3 separate regions of the Sus scrofa genome follow, and all the other regions are linked to region 3. A link is a contact called in public Hi-C and HiChIP or PLAC-seq data. All regions are on one chromosome and are shown on one strand. Each heading gives the region's core, a stretch centred on a gene start, on an enhancer-like site or on the middle of the called end of the contact. The rest is flanking DNA. Distances are from core to core; before and after follow the strand shown. Region 1 overlaps SNX33 (sorting nexin-33). Region 2 overlaps CSPG4 (chondroitin sulfate proteoglycan 4). Region 3 holds the start of NEIL1 (endonuclease 8-like 1).

Region 1 (2,700 bases), core at 42-2,541, 270 kb before region 3:
CTGCAAGAACCCACCACAATGCTTGCAGCTAGGGGGGAAAAGGAGCAGCAGAACAGGGAGTTCTCCTGTGGTGCAGCAGCTTAAGGATCTGACATTGTCACTGCAATGCCTTGGGTCACTACTTTGTTGGGGTTTGGATCCCTGGCCTGAGAACTTCAGCATGCCATGGTTATGCCCCTCCCACCCAAAAAAGTAGCAAAACACCAAAAGGCAAAAGAAAGAAAAGACAGACTCAAAATGAATAAAATTTAATTAAATATCTACAAGACATGACACTGTCAAGTAATTAACTGAACCCAACTGAAATAGGTATACATGGATGACACTGAGTGTGGAAGGCAGGCAGATTTTCCTATGGGTGATAGGATGGAAGATTCAGTATCTAAAATGCAAAGTGCCAAAGGCCTGCCTAAGGTTTTCCAATGTGCCATCCCCCAAATTGATATGCCTCCCTGGGGAAAGGAGGGGTCCCCATTCGATTTCAGATTACTTTTCTCTTGGGTGGGTTAATAAGAAAGCAAAAGGGAAATTCGGGTCAGTTGTGTAAAAATGAAGCGATGTTCCTCGCACGTGTTCGTTTGTAAATGGAGATCCTGAGTCACTGCAGACGCCACTGTGCAATGCTGGCGCCAGCCTCCTCATCCCTGGGGGGCTGGCGACACTCACCCTCCTCCCAAAGCCCCCGCGCATTTCAGCCATTGCCTTGCCAGCCTCCCATTCTTCCACACCTCTGGAGTGAGATCTGCCACACGCTCCTGCTCTGGACCTACATGAGTTACTCAAGGTGGCTTTAGGGAATGAAGCCAGAGAGTTGGCTCCAAGTCCAGCCCTGCCTGGGTCCCACTGTGTGATCCTAGGCAGGTCCCATCCTCCCTCTGGTCAAGTCTGGGTGTCTTCATCTGTGAAATGGAATAATGATGCCTACCAGGGCTTCCGCGAGGACCCAGGAGGCTGCAGCTGTGTGAGACACTGCTTTTTAAACAGACTGGACTGCATTGGGGTTTGACTAACAAAACAAAACTGAAGGAAAAAAGCTTTGTTGAACCTCAGAGTGGGGTTTCACAATCAGCCCTTCTGAGCTGTGCCTGGGGGAGGTGAATTTTTATGTGTCCCCATAGTCTTTTGACCAGGGCTCACCATCTCCTCTTGCCCCAACCAGCGGGAGGGAGGTGCCAGAGCCAAAATGGTGGGGAAGCAGGTTGGAGTGGGTTGGGGTGAGAGAGGGCGCCAAGCCTGCTTGGCTCCTGGAGGCCTGAGTCAGCAGGCAGGCAGGCAGGCAGGGCGGGCCCAGTGCTCGCAGGCTTGGGGAGGAGATGGTGCAGGAATGTTCCTCCCGCCCAGGCCTGGGCCCTGCCCACCTCATCCTGGCTCCTGCTCTTGTGGATGCTGCAGCCTCAGCTCTGGCTCCAGAGATGGGAGATGGCAGGAGCTTGGTTGAGTGGGTTCAGCCAGGGGCCTTCAGAGGCAGCCTGGCCCTGGGGACTGGCCCAGGGGTGGGTAAGTTCAGGCCACAGAGCCTACCGGGAGCTGGGCTCTGCCCTGAGAACATCCCCCAGACCCACTGGGTTATGCAGCCAACTGCCACCCCCTCACTAGACCTCAAGTTCTCCATCTACGTGATGAGGAATTGAATGTGGTGGTGTCAGATGAAGGATGACCCCAGCTGGCTCCCCAAGGAGGTGAGGCAGGTGGAGTCCAAGAGCATCTATGTGTGTGACACCTTGGCTATGTGCATGTGCGACTTTGTGGCCACATGTGTCTGAGTGTGTGTGTGTCACTGTGTGAGGGTACGGCAGTGTGCACAGAACCATGGTATGGCTCTGAGTAACAACATGGCTGAGACTGACACTGTGAACGGATATCAGCACGCATGTGGGTATGGACGAGTGTGGACAGAGCTCTGAACATGTGACAGCATGTGGCACAGTGGCTGGGAGTGCAATTGTGCAAGCACATGACCATGCATAGGTGTGTGGAGCCAGGTGTGACCTGTGTGCCCATGGGCAGGTTGTGTCTGTGTCTGCTTTGAGTCAGGCCACTGTGTCTGTGATCATGTGGCTGTGGCCCGGGAGGCAGAGGCAGTGCTGAGCTGGGCCCAGGGCCACAATGTCTCCCCCAGGGCCTGGCTCTACTACAACCAAGGCACGGCCATGGCACCATGACTCATGGCCCTCCTGAGTTCAGGAGGCAACAGGATGTAGGATCTGAGAGCTACCTCCACCCCCATCCTCCACATGTAGCCACAAAGCATACTTCTTTCCTGGGCTGGGCCAAGACTGGGGATCAGGGGTCCCCGACTCCCCACCTCCAGGTCCTGGTAGCTGCCCAGGGCAGAAAGAGAAGCCTTGTTTTCCACCCGGCTCAGGGAGGAAACTGGAGGCAGCTGGGCCCAGCTTAGTCTGGAACATCTGCCTGGCATGTGAACATCTGCCAGCAGGCCCAGCCACCACCAGGATACCCCCCTACACACACTGGTTCCCAGTCCCCCATTGAAAGAGGCTCTGGCCAGTCCAGACCCATCTCAAATTCCCCCAACACCCCAACCAACACAGAGATAGAAAGAAACCAGAGAGAAGAGCCCTGACGTCCTCACTTCCCACCACATACAGGTCTGTCTCAGCCTAGAGACCTCAGGATGCCCAGAGGAGGCTTGGCTCATCCCAAGACTTCACGTTCTGATGTCTTTCCTAGGTCCAAGCC
Region 2 (2,700 bases), core at 62-2,561, 290 kb before region 3:
TTAAGGTCCCTTCTAAGTGCAAAAGGTGCAAGCATTCTAGGGCAGCCCTGGTTCTCCCCAGGGCAGGGCAGTATGGAACTTTCAGGCATCGGGGAAGGAAGTCACCTTAACAAGGGCAGGAAGAGTCTCTCAGTCCTCTCGCATCAATATTCCCCAGGCCTGGGTTCTCTGTTCTCCCAGCTTCTGCTATGGCCCCCTTTCTGCTCCTCCCCACAATGAAATATTCAGCAGGCTGGAGGCTGTAGCAGCTGTGCACCCTGAATCCCTGGGAGCCTTTGTCACTGGATGCCCAGGAAGGAGGAGGAAGTCCCCTCCTGGACCTGCTCTGCTTCCCTCACACCCCAGCAATCCAAGTTCTAGAATGAATGGCCCCTAGGGGGTCTGGCTGGCAGGGCCACCCAGGGAAGCTGGGAGGAGGGCAGGACTGGGTGAAGGGGGCAGGCAGGACTGACAGCGCCACTGTCCCTCCATCCTCTGAGTTGGGTGGGGCAGAGATCAGCTTTTCCCACTTTACAGATGAGGAAACTGAGGCTCACAGAGAGAGGTCAGGTGACTTCATTCCAAGTCCATGGCTAGTAAGAAGCAAAACCAGGACTGTGCCTTCAGACTGCTGGCCCAAGATTTCTTTCACCAAAGAACACTGCTGGTTTCCAGAGCTCAGGAAGCCTTCCCACCTCACCTGTGACTTGCCTCATCCCAAGCCAGTCACCCCCACCCACAAGGAGCTCCTGTACCCAGACATCCAACTTCCCACCCCCACCCCTAAGGGTCTCCATTTCCTCCCCACCCACCCATTGGCCTGGGCCAGAGGTTACAGCTGGTAGTCCTTGCAGGCCACAGCTGGCCCACAGATGTGTTTTACTTGGCCTGCACATGCCTTTAATATTTTTAAATTAGTGGTCAAGATATAACCTTTGGGGGATTACACACACACACACACACACACACACACACACACACAGGCCCTGATTTCCAGTTTCTTATAAGACCTGTGTTCCCTCTTCCGGCCATCAACTGAAGAGCAGCTGTCCCTTTGACTGGCTCTGCTCCCGTCTCAACCAGGCAAGGCTCCCCAGTTCACAGCCCCCCTGCTCCTAGAATCTCCCGCACGCTGTGATCCCAGTCAGTTTCCCTCTCTCTATTGCACAAGTCCTGTTTTTCTGAGAGAAGGAAAATAGTTCCCTGTGTCTCCCGAAAGGGGAAAACAAAAGATAAGCCAAGAAGACACGTTGGGATTAGAAGGGGGAGGGAACGGATTGCTTGAGGGAAGTGGAGACTATGCCTTAGTGTTTAACAGGCAGATGGCCCTGGAGCACAGCGGGTGTGGCTGGAGTGGAGTTGCCGTGGGAGGCGTGGGAGGACGGGAGGTCACGGGTAACAGGGTCACACAGGGTCTTTGAGGCCAAATGAGCCCTTGTACTGTCTGAGCGAGAGTGACATAGCCTTATTTACATGGTTAAAGCTTCACTCTGGGAGTTCCCTTCATGGCTCGGTGGAAACAAATCTGACTAGCATCTGTGAGGAGGCAGGTTCGATTCCTGGCTTCTCTCAGTGGGTTAAGGATCCAGCACTGCCGTGAGCTGTGATGTAGGTGGCAGACACGGCTCAGATCCAGCATTGCTGTGGCTGTGGTGTAGGCCAGCAGCTATAGTTCTGATTCGACCCCTAGCCTGGGAGCCTCCACATGCTGCATGTGCGGCCCTAAAAAATAATAATAAAATGAAAGTTCACTCTGACATCTGTGTCAAGAACAAACTGTAGAGGGGGTGGAGCAGGGGCCAAAGCCAGGACGCAGGAGGTTTGGGGAATAATCCGGGCCAGAAATGATGGTATGTGAGAGGAGGAGAGGAATCAGTGGTGACTCAAGAGCTTGGGGCTTGAACCACTGGAAGAACAGAGCTGTGCCCTCTGCAGTGGGAACCTGGGAGCGGTGGGGCAGGTCAGGGATCATCTGGGACATACTGAGTTTGAGACATCCCTCAGACATCCCCACGGAGCTGCCCGAGAAGCAGGTGGTCATGAGCCTGGAGTTTGGGAGAGCACAGCCGGGCTGCAGATACAAATAAAGGGGTCATCTCGTGGCTGGCATTGGAGGATGTGAGGCCCACTGAGAGCCCGTGAGCAGTGCCTGTAGCTAGAGTCTCAAGGCCAAGCCACAGACATTGAGGAGAAGGGGCAGGACCAGCAAGAGTCTGTGAAAAGGCAACTAGTGAGGTCGGAGGGAGACTAAGAGAGCAGAACCTCTTGGAAGCCACCAGGTGCGCTCAAGGAAGGAACGCTCGATTGGGTAGAATGCCGCTGAGCGGATGAGTGAAAGGAGGCCTGGGAATAGACCACTGGGTCCAGCAACCCAGAGGCCATTGTGCCCTTGGCAGCCATAGGAGCAGAAGCCTGGGTGGAGTGCACTCAGAATGGCATGGGGAAGAGTGTAGACTATTCTTTTTGGACTCTGCTGCAAAGAAGAGCAAAAAAAAGAGTTCCCTGGTGGCTTAGCAGGTTAAGGATCCAGCATTGTCACTACTGGGGCTCCGGTCCCTGCAATGGTGGGAACTTGACCTCTGGCCCAGGAACTTTTGCATGCCTCAAATTCAGCCAAAAAAGAAGAAGAAAGGAGTTCCCGTCCTGGCTCAGTGGTTAACGAATCCGACTAGGAACCATGAGGTTGAGGGTTTGATCACTGGCCTCGCTCAGTGGGTTAAG
Region 3 (2,700 bases), core at 87-2,586:
GGGCCTGCATCTGTTGCCACAGTGGCTGAGGAGATGTCCGCGCCTGGAAGATAAGAGCTGGAAAGTCCGATGTTTAGAGGCTCAGCCAGCAGTGAGGACGAGCCTGCCACCACCCACTGATCAGCACCATAGCGAGGACGAGGAAGAGTGAATGCATGGATGTCCAGGCACATCAGCACTGGAGTCAGGTCCACAGGACTCCGAGGCAGGTGGCCAGAGGCATCAGGAAGGGCTCCCCAAGCTCCAGGCTGTGGTCCGGAGGGGAATAGGAAACCGCCCAAGTCAGCGCCTCGGCAGAGAGAGGCAGAGGCGGACTCCCTCACCGTGGCCAGTTCCCACCTGGCTGAGGGAGGAAAGTCTGCCACTTGCCCCTTCTCCAGTGCGTTGCGAGATCGAAGACGAAGGTGTGTTTTGGGCGGAGGGGGGCATTTAGCCAGGGCAGACTCCTTTGCCCTCGCCTACCCCCACCCTCAGCGCCGCCCCGTTTCGCTGGAAAAGGTGAACTTCCAAGTTCCTAATTTCTCCAGGGACCGGCAATCTAAGGCTCGCCTCCCACCCACTCTTCCATCCACCCCTCCCTGCCCCCACCTGTCCTGGGTTAACCCTGGCTCCGTCCTTCCCAAGGCCCCCAATCCCGTCCTCTCCTCGGCTCTGCTGCACAGACACCCCCACTCCCGCCGGAGGCTACCTGCGCCCCTCCGCGCCAGCTGGCAGTCACTACGGGGTTAAGGCCGGGGGCGGAGCTGCGCCTAGGAGCACGCTGGGAGCCGTCGTCGCTGCTCCAGCGCCCGCTGGGAAGTGTAGTTCCTCAGGCAGGTGGCAGAGACTGTTCAGGATGGGGTCCCCAAACTGGGGAGCCTAGGAGGTGGGAAAAGCTTTGGGGTAGTCACCTGGCCGGGAGGTGGCAGAAGAACCTGGCTTCCCGCTGCCCAGCGACGGCAGGGTCCGGGGTCAGGCGTGAGGGCCCGAGCTGCTGCTGTTTCTGTGGCTGAGGGAAGCCACCCGGCTAGTCCCGGACAAGCTCAGCGCTCCGGGCAGGGAACAGTAGCAACTGAACCGAAGCAGAGGCGTCTGCAGCTGTGCGCAGGGTGGGAACAGGTGCTCGGAAAAAAAAATGCAGTTCTAGGGACCGATGGTGGGCCTAAGTATCAGCTCAGACACAACAAAAACAAAAACATCATCACCACCTGTGGGGTGGGAAATGCAGCGAAGCAGCAAAAAGTAGGGGCCCTGAGAAGCAGAACCCACTTCCGATGTGGGGGAGGGGCTCTCTGCGATGACATTTAGGCTGAAACCTCAGAAGCAAGCCATCTGAGCAAGGCAAAGAAAGGGGACACTCAGTACCGCGAGTGGAAGGAACTGCCAGTAAAGAGGCCTAGAGGCCAAAAAGCGATTGGTCTACTACAGCAGGCCCCTGCTGTTGAAGTCAGTGCTGGGAGGTGAGGACAGACACAAGCAAGGTCAGATCAGGTCTGGCCTCTGGAAGTATCTGTAAGGAGTTTGCATTTCATCCTACATGTAGTGGGTGCTGGTGCCTTACCCACAGCCTGGATTTGCTCCCTTCATACTCCTACTTCCTCTCCTTCATCTGTTTTTCCATTTATTTTGACAAGTATATTAAAGTAAATTGACAAATTATGACATTTCACCCCTAAAATTTAGGCATACATCTCTAGAAAGCGATATCCTACAAAGCCACAGTACTGTTATCAAACCTAACAGTTAACAATAACTTCTTAATATCATCTAATATGTAGCCCACCTTTGGATTTTCCTAATTGTCCACAAAATGTCTTTATAGCTAGTTTCAAGTTCAAGGCAGAGTCCAAACAAGGATTATATTTCTCTTTAGTCATTTTTAATCTATTTAGACTCACCCTACCCACTTCACCTCCCTTTTTCTGGTCTTCATGATACTGACCTTTGTGAAGAATCAAAGCCAGTTGTCTCTGAGATGCCCCATCACATTCTGGATTCATCTGATGTTTCATTGGGTGTCATTAATTTGTTCCTCTATCTGTGGTTTTCCCTGCACACCAGGAAATTAGATCTAAAGGCTCGAAGATAACATATATCTCCTAGGTGCTGCCGTGTTCTCCAAATTGCATCAGATAAGGAGGCACACAACATCTGGTTGTCTCACTTTAGTGAGGCTGAAGTTGATCACTGATGAGGCTGTGACAGCCAGACTTCTGCATTGTAAAGGTATGTTTCACACCTTATAACCACTAAGTAATCTATGGGTTGATTTCATTTCTTTGTTGTTGTTGGTCTTTTTTTGTTTAAATTAACGTAAAATTTACCTATAGTAAAATTCATCTTTTTTAGTGTGTGAGTTTTGACAAATTCGTATACTCACATATGAATTTGCCCATGCACTCCTTTATTTATTTATTTTGGGGGTCACACCAGTGGCATTTGGAAGTTCCCAGGCTAGGGGTCCAATCAGAGCTATAGCTGCCAGCCTACACCACAGCTCATGGCAGTGTCAGATTCTTAACCCACTGAGTGAGGCCAGGGATCGAACCCGTGTCCTCATGAATACTAGTCAGATACTTAACATGCTGAGCCATGAAGGGAACTCCCATGTACTTTTTTAGTTAATACTTCCATGGTACTCACTGGGCAACCACTGATCTGTTTTTCTGTTACTGTGGTTTTGCCAGTATCACACACAGGTATGCCTCATTTTACTATGCT

The links. A called contact is a pair of places that touch in the nucleus more often than the background predicts. HiChIP or PLAC-seq counts read pairs in DNA pulled down with a chosen protein or histone mark.
Region 1: a contact with region 3 is called in a Hi-C map of liver, with 6 times the contacts expected there. The contact joins the enhancer-like site here to the promoter of NEIL1 in region 3. A contact is called at or near these places in 4 of 5 promoter capture datasets (fetal liver, fetal skeletal muscle and liver), 4 of 47 Hi-C or Micro-C datasets (blood, fetal heart ventricle, fetal skeletal muscle and 1 more) and 1 of 2 datasets of contacts at active chromatin or transcription factors (skeletal muscle).
Region 2: a contact with region 3 is called in an H3K27ac HiChIP or PLAC-seq map of alveolar macrophages. The contact joins the enhancer-like site here to the promoter of NEIL1 in region 3. A contact is called at or near these places in 2 of 5 promoter capture datasets (fetal liver and fetal skeletal muscle), 5 of 47 Hi-C or Micro-C datasets (embryonic fibroblasts, mesenteric adipose tissue, retroperitoneal adipose tissue and 2 more) and 1 of 2 datasets of contacts at active chromatin or transcription factors (alveolar macrophages).

What each region holds. Positions count from the first base shown.
Region 1 is chr7:57,999,215-58,001,914 of Sscrofa11.1, forward strand. SNX33 (sorting nexin-33) reads right to left here. Exons shown (of 2, transcript XM_001929226.7): 2 at 233-2,700. Among named protein-coding and RNA genes, the nearest start is that of SNX33, 15 kb to the right of the region's middle. Within about 2 kb of position 1,292, at least 20 of the 83 cell types and tissues checked have an H3K27ac peak or open chromatin away from gene starts, as enhancers often do. A contact at or near this core is called in liver and skeletal muscle, where this site is marked.
Region 2 is chr7:57,981,575-57,984,274 of Sscrofa11.1, forward strand. The region is part of intron 8 of CSPG4 (chondroitin sulfate proteoglycan 4); the gene reads left to right. Among named protein-coding and RNA genes, the nearest start is that of SNX33, 33 kb to the right of the region's middle. Within about 2 kb of position 1,312, at least 5 of the 83 cell types and tissues checked have an H3K27ac peak or open chromatin away from gene starts, as enhancers often do. A contact at or near this core is called in alveolar macrophages, where this site is marked.
Region 3 is chr7:58,267,665-58,270,364 of Sscrofa11.1, forward strand. It overlaps NEIL1 (endonuclease 8-like 1), which reads right to left and starts at 1,337. Exons shown (of 10, transcript XM_013978062.2): 1 at 891-1,337. It overlaps LOC102158857 (a long non-coding RNA gene), which reads left to right and starts at 793. Exons shown (of 4, transcript XR_304481.3): 1 at 793-1,439; 2 at 2,083-2,205.